2 separate regions of the Mus musculus genome follow, and region 1 is linked to region 2. The links are chromatin contacts, called in public HiChIP or PLAC-seq maps. All regions are on one chromosome and are shown on one strand. Each heading gives the region's core, a stretch centred on a gene start, on an enhancer-like site or on the middle of the called end of the contact. The rest is flanking DNA. Distances are from core to core; before and after follow the strand shown. Region 1 has its middle 220 kb from the start of Gm40207. Region 2 has its middle 33 kb from the start of Cyp2j5.

Region 1 (3,508 bases), core at 421-2,920, 490 kb after region 2:
AAACTTTTCTTTCCTGTCTAGTCACTAAACAAGGCAGTATAACTACTATTTCCAATATGTTCACTTGTCACAGTCCTCTTCAGAGGATTCAAGGTGGACACATAAGCTGTGCACAGGTGTGCACAGAACCAAGGCTGGGGGATTCAGAAACTAATCACCCTTGCTCCTAACTACAGCTATATGTAGGAGATTATTTCTGCCTGATTTTTACATAATGGTGGGAGTCAGCTCTAATGTCAGTTAATGAAATAATACTGGACAAAAACTCAGAAGATGTCTTGACACATAATAAATAGTCAAACATGTGCCTACCCACCATTATTCCCATAATCATAGAATCATATTAAGATTTAATAATGCAGTAAATTACAGAAAAGAAATCACTTTATGCCACACAGGCTGAGAAGAGTTGGGAGAGGGGAAAAACATAATCAGAATATGGTATATGGGGAAAAAGTCTATTTTCTATTTTGAAATAATATTTTTAATATAGTCTTAATAGGCAAAGACATGGCATCCAACAAAACTCAACTCTAATCCATATTAAAACTCTCTAAAAATTTGTTTCCTAGAAACACTCTAACGGTTATAAAAAGTAATATTGGAAAAGGTACATTTAATGACTAAACTGAAATGGTTTCTTTTAGTATTGTCTGTAGGAGTTTGGTCTGGTGCTGCTTGTATTTAGATGCTAAATACTGTACCCCAAGATCTGGTTGCCCCAAGATGAATCCTCATGTACACCTCACATGCAAATCTTGCTCACTGGTAGAGAGAGGGGGAAGGGAAGAAAGGAGAGCAAGAGAGGAGGAAGCCATGATGAGAGGAGATAGAGCATGAGCACGTGGGCAGGAGAAGAGCAACTAACAAGGATCATGTGGCGGCTGGGATGTGAGTGAGAATCATGCCAATGCCTGCCCGATCTAGGCGTACAGCTTGGAAATTAAATACCTGGATTCTGTGTCTTTTGTGTGGGCTGGCTTGAATAAATAATTAAATTTACAATTGTCAGAATGGATTGTAATTCATACAATCAAACAATGAAAAAATAATAATGTGTATGTTGGACTACAGTAAGGAATACCATCTTCATTTATAAACACTTAGCTGTACAGAAGTTTTAGGTATCGATAGTGTACCTGCAGTAGATATTAAGTTATTATATAAAATTTCAGCATTTAATAATCTTTTTTTTCTCTCTCTATGTATGTATGTATGTATATATATATGTATATATATATTGTGTATGATCAATTTAATAAAATTGTATAATAATATAATTTATAATTGCACACAAAAATGTATTTAAGGGATTTTATAACAATTTTATTTATAAGAACACAAACCTGAAAGCTACTCCACATTCCCAGCAAGCAGCTTAATGATAAGTATGTTATAAACCCAATGTAGAATCACTGGGCAAACCATAAATTCCAGATACATGCAAAAACCTGATTACACTTAAAAAAACCAGCCATGTAGAAATCATATATAATATATAAGTACATAATATATTTAACCAAAATTCTAGTTCCATAAAAGATGATATGTAAACAAACAAACAAACAAACAAAAACAGAAAACTGGTGGCCATTCTGTGTCTGGCGGTACCAGCTGAGGACTGAAGGAGAAAATGGAGGTGCTGTGGATGCAGATGACGTCAGCATTCTGAGTTGTACAGAGGTGGGGCTATATAAGCATCTCTACTTATACTAGCTGACTAGAGTTTGTCAAGTTTGTATATTCTTTGTCACATGAAATCTGTGTGCCAATTCAAATGAAAAGATAAAAATATGTGGAAATAGAGGGGGAAAGTAGGAAGGACAGAGAGTGGGAGAAAGGGAGAAACAGTCCCATAAATTCAAGAATATCTGAGGCAACAGCCAAGAAAGGAAGAGAGCAGGCCCTGGGAGCGTCAGGCTGTTTCAGAACCCTGCAGCTATTTAAAGATGCCAAACAAAATCCTGAAGCAAAAAGAAAACATAGTTTTTGAGATGCAAAAAGCAGAAAGTGACCTCTGACCTCTGACTTCTGATCTATCCGCTTAGATAGCATTTGGAAGTTAAGAGTTCATTTTCAGGAATTAATTTGTATAGTTCTCTTGTTCAGTCCCTTTAATTTGGAAAATAAAAGTCACTCCAAATTGCCCACTGTATTTCTGCCAAACTCTCATGTGAAGAATTGGGTGGCAGGTGTTTCTTTCTGTAGTCATTCTTAGGAGGGTTTGTTCCCATGTTTGAATGGAGTCACTTGTGCAACTTCCCCCTCCCCCAGATCTTTCATTGCAGCCTGGCCTGGAATCTATTCTTCTGGAGTACGGTGGAATGTTCGCCCATTTATAATTGCTGCAATCCTTCATTTCTCTCTCTCCGTTGCTTTGCTGTGCCAAGCACATCAGAGCTAAATTCTTGGCAAAGGATTTTTTGCTTGTAATAGTACAAAATACATTTTACTATGCCCTTCAGTGTGTGTCCTGAAGGGAGATGAAGAAAAGCCTGAAATAGCTGAGGGAAGATCTTCTCATGAAGAGTAGCTGATATATGGAAGTAACCTGCTACAGCTAAATCAAGTACCTCCAGATGTGGCAACAAGACCAACAAAAATTACCTTTAGTGAAGGCAACACCAGAAACCAAATTGTAAAATACGTTAACTCAAACGCTGCACCTAATTCTTATCATTACAAAATGACGGTCATTTTTATTTCTTCTTTGTTTTAAATGGTAACTTTCAAACTTAAAGACAAATACTAAGTAACTTGGCTAAGGTTGTTTAAAAAGTAGGCTTAGAGGTTTTATGTGTTCAAATCCAACCCCAGTGTGCTTTGTCCTAGTTCAAATTGCTTTATCATTCCACCCCCCCCAAATCTCTCACCAACACCTGTCACTTGAATGAATATGTTTTGAGTGAAAAGCGTTTAGAAGAGAAAGCCCCTATGAGAAGTAGCAGAGATATTGTAGGACAAAGCCATTAAAACATGTTGTTCTAGAACATCTGAATTGTTTGAGAGCCACAGGAAACAAGGAAAACAAAATGTAATTGACAAAACATACATACATACACACATACATACATATAATGGATATATACATTACATATAATACATGCACATATACTAGATAGATAGATAGATAGATAGATAGATAGATAGATAGATAGATAGATAGATAGATAGATAGATAGATAGATGGAGCTGTGCTCAAATTAATAAATCATTCTCTGGCATGGTTAGCAATTTCAATGACTCGCTCCCTAGATCCTAATTTATATCAGCTCTGAGTCTTTTGACTATTTCATTAATCACTAAGGATATGCTTTATAATTCTCATAAAACTTTTTGGACCTTCAAATCTGTATGAAGACACCAACCACCATCCATTCAGATGGGACGCACCCCCTGGATGACTGACAATCAATCTCAGTAAATCCAATCAGAGTAAGATTGAAGTGCTATTGTTTAGGTTACTGTTTTAGTGATTTATTGTGTTTATGCAGACATTTCATTAGGC
Region 2 (3,981 bases), core at 1,270-3,769:
CGATTTTATCCCTTCTTGGTCTATTTTCCCTCTCTCCAAGAAACTGAATCCTCCTAGCAGAAAGCAGCTTCTGGAGAGCTTGTAGCAGCCAGAGTTCCAGGGAGAAGAGATGGAGAATGGTCAGAGCTTGAGTCAGGGAGCAGTTTTGTTAGCTTTGATTCTAGGGCATTTCTTCACAGGGAGTCCCAGCAGAGGCACTGGCCTCCTGTGCACTATCATCATGGTGAGAGGTCACATGGATCACATGGCTCCATCAATAGTGACATCAGGTGGGTGTAAATGGCCTGACTAGGGAGGCTGCAGCTTGAGGATTACTGAGACAAGTGATAGCAACAGAAGTGACTCCACGGTTTGCATGCAGTCTTGGAATGTTGAAAACTGGCCTGTTACTATCAAAGAAGAAATTCATGATGTCAAAGCCATGTGTATTAGCGACATTAGGTACTGAACAAGTACTGAATGATTGCCAACTCGGCTCTAAAATTTCAGCAGTCCCATGAGCCTCACAGGATTTGACTATGGCTGAAATGTTCCTGGTAACAGTTTTATGTAGCACTCACTGGAGAGGGACACTCTTATAGGATCTTGCCCAAAGAATCCCGGTGAGCTAAAACAAACAAAACATAAACAAACAAATAAACAAACTACTTCCTGACCATGTTTGCCTAAGCAGGAATGTTAGGTCAAACATATGTATCCATTTGTGAATTTCTCCAACCCCAGGTGACTTTCTGCCATGGAGCTGCAGGTACTGCTTCGAATAAATCTTTTCTTGCTTGCATCTGGTTGTTCACTGATTCAGTTTCTGGACTTTCTGAGGCCAAGGTGATAGGAAGCATCTCACTGCTTGGAATCTTGAACCTGGGTCTTACATCCTTAGCGAAGCTGGAAGAATGCTGAAGCTGAAGTAAGCTGTCAGTGAGGATTCCATAGCAGGCTGGGGCAGGGTCGGGTGGCATATTTATTGGTTGGCACAAGAAATAGCAGCGGTGGTCTGTAAGTTCCTGCTTGCTTCGGGACCTCTGCATGGTGTGATCACCCATCTCACACCAAGCTGGAAAGAGTTCCAAGCAGAAGCTCTGTTGTGAAGCCTGCTGTTTTTGGTCATCTTGCTTTGTTAATGAGATCAATGAGAGTTCTCTCTAGTTCTCTAAGTGATTCAGTCCTTTTCATAGATTTCCCTCTATGTCCACTTGAGGGCGCTGGAACCCACGTTACCGAGCCTCGCAAGAAACTTGCTCAGGGATGCTCTGAAGCCTTCCAAAGGGGCATGCTCCAGATGGTGGCAGGAACCCTGACAGCCTGTCTATCTATGAGAGTCTAAATGTGCTGACTCGCTGAAAGGGAAACCATAACTCCCACTTAGGAATCCCACAGCACGGGTTTGAGCCCATTTTAAAAGAGGCATTCACCAAGCTGGAGGGAGTGGATCGGTGGGAAATAATTGGAGGAGGGGACACCTACCCAGGGATCTGGCACTGGTTGGTCAGAGTGAAGACAGATTTGGGGAAGTGGGAGATGGCGCTGCCTTTCCGAAGGGCTTTTGTTTGGAAGAGGAACTAGCTTCATTTTATGTTTCCTGCGGCTGAACTGGAGCCTATAAACAGTATTCTCTTCTCAATAGAGAAGAACAAGGAAAGAGAGCCAGCAGCGTAGCTGAAGCAGCAAGCTGGGCTAAGACTGTTTCCAGCTCACCCATGGCCTGCTAATGACACCACCTTAGGGCTCGACAAGCCAGTAAACTAACCTTTAACTGTCTCCTAAACTCAGTCTTTGCATGAAGCAGTCTCAACAGTGTCTCCTGAGGATGGCTATGGCGACCCAATAATTTAAATAAAGTGTTCAGCATAGTGCCAAGCAATTTTACTTATCTCTATTTTCGAGAGCACAACTAAAAAATAAAAATGTATAACTGACCCTGAAGACCTATGGTGGACTCCCATTAAAGGTGGCTGGCTCTATGCACCCAAGAATCTGTAATTGATAAGTGTTCCTACTCCTGCTTTGCAAAGGGGGCTAAAGCAGTGCTCAGAGAGCCTAAGAGATTTGCCAAAGTCTCCAGACTCTGAGGTAGGCAGGCTGAAAGCCCAAGCCTGGTTTGTGTCTTCCTGTGGCCCCAAGCCAGGACACGCCACTGCCTGTCTGTGTCAATGCTAGGTCTTCACCCAGAGGCCCCTAGGTCTGGTGAGCTTTTGGCGGGTTTATTCATCATACACAATGGCGCAGGGGCACATATGTTGCGCTGGCAAGGCTGGGCATATTTTCCAATGTCGGGGAAAGCAGTGGATGAATGAATAATACAGGCAGAGAGATCAACAGAAGGGGCAAAAGGAGGCCAGGGCCATATCAGCTCCCCTGCCCCCAGCAGGGCAGCAGAAGGCGCAGCTGGCGAGCTGCAGACTGGTGCTCCAGTCCAATCATCTTGCCGCTGGATTTTTGCACAGCTTTCCTTCCCCATTCTTTCTCGGTTTTGACACTTGTGATTATTACCAATCCTGGTGGCGCTGACGCACAGAGTGCAATGGTTACCATGGCATGCTTAATAGCGAGAGCAGATGTTTGGCAGGGGAGCACCATGCATTCTAAATACACAAGGCGAAAGTCGGTGGAGGGCGTAATTGATTTGCTGACTGCAGTGGGAAGCCAGCCCATGCCTGCTCAGGGCCAGGGCACCCTACCACACATCCTTGCTTTAACACTGCACAGTCTCATCATCAGCTGACCTCTGGTAGGCCCCTGGCTTTCCATGTTATCAATTCCCACCTGCTCGCTTGTCTTCTGCAGTACTTAACACCTGCAGCCTCCCAAACAAGCTGTGTCTGGTCTGTCTCCCGTCTGGGCTTGGCACAGCTGTTCCTACAGCTCAAGACGAGGTTCCTTTGTCTGCTGAGCAACACCCATGCAGACCCCAATTCTCAACTCAATCCTCTGTGTGTCTTGGTTATATCTGAATCGCTGAAACTGCTTGCTTTCTTCGTGGAATTTACTGCTGTGTTGTAGCTTGCTTGACTTCTCTCTGGGTAGAATGGTAGTTTCTTGAGGTCAGGAACTATGATATCTGTAAAAACAACAAGAGCAATAAATAAATAAATAAATAAATAAATAAATAAATAAATAAATAAATAAAACACTTGACTTTAATTTAAAGGGGGAAATGACACCAAATTAAACTTTCATTCATTACCATCAGGATCGAGTTTCTTGCGAAACGCTGTATAACCGGTAGCAACACCAAGTGGTGGCCATGGACGCACCCCCTCCCTGTACACAGGCTAGTTATCTGTATGCACAGAACCATTTTCTATTCCCCAGCTTCTCCTAGAAATCTGCAGTCCTTCTCTCATCCACCTCTAGGTTTTCCAATCTCATCTGCCAGTGAAGACGCTTCTTGATCATTACGCAGTTTCTTTGGCATACCCTCCCAAACATGTGTGCCCACTTCTTGCTTCTGCTTCCCCAACACCTCGTGCTAATTGCTTTCTCATTGCTCTGACAAAATACCCTGACAGAAGCAACTTCAAGGAGGAAGGGCTCACTTTTGCTTGCAGTCCAAGAAGAATATAGCCAATCATGACAGAGAGGCATGGTAGTAGGTTTGGTGGCAGGAACAGGATAGCTATAGTCTCATTGCACTCAGGCTTAGGATAGAGTGAGCAGGAAAATGGGGCCAGTCTTAAGTCCCAGTCCAATGGCTCACTTTCTGTGGCAATGCTCTTCGTCCTTTTTCTTTAACAGCATCATCAGCTGAGGGTCAAATATATGAAACATGAGCCTATAGAGGACATTTCACATTCAAATCAGAAGGTCCATCCCTATCGCTTCTCGGCCTTTTGGCTAAGATCAAGTGTAGAAGGTCCATCCCTGAAACTTCTTCAGTCCAATGTCAAAGGTCCCTATAGTCCCAGGAAAATCCCAGCACTGTTCAAACATCCAAAGTTTCATCAAAAACCCAAGGCAGTCTCTCAACTGTGACTTCCTCTG

The links. HiChIP or PLAC-seq counts read pairs in DNA pulled down with a chosen protein or histone mark.
Region 1: a contact with region 2 is called in an H3K27ac HiChIP or PLAC-seq map of stem cell-derived neural progenitor cells, with 6 times the contacts expected there. The contact joins two enhancer-like sites. A contact is called at or near these places in 3 of 39 promoter capture datasets (hippocampal neurons and liver), 1 of 484 Hi-C or Micro-C datasets (neural progenitor cells) and 1 of 115 datasets of contacts at active chromatin or transcription factors (stem cell-derived neural progenitor cells).

What each region holds. Positions count from the first base shown.
Region 1 is chr4:97,191,136-97,194,643 of GRCm38.p6, forward strand. No RefSeq gene overlaps it. Among named protein-coding and RNA genes, the nearest start is that of Gm40207, 220 kb to the right of the region's middle. Within about 2 kb of position 1,671, at least 27 of the 459 cell types and tissues checked have an H3K27ac peak or open chromatin away from gene starts, as enhancers often do. A contact at or near this core is called in neural progenitor cells and stem cell-derived neural progenitor cells, where this site is marked.
Region 2 is chr4:96,695,537-96,699,517 of GRCm38.p6, forward strand. No RefSeq gene overlaps it. Among named protein-coding and RNA genes, the nearest start is that of Cyp2j5, 33 kb to the left of the region's middle. Within about 2 kb of position 2,520, at least 47 of the 459 cell types and tissues checked have an H3K27ac peak or open chromatin away from gene starts, as enhancers often do. A contact at or near this core is called in neural progenitor cells and stem cell-derived neural progenitor cells, where this site is marked.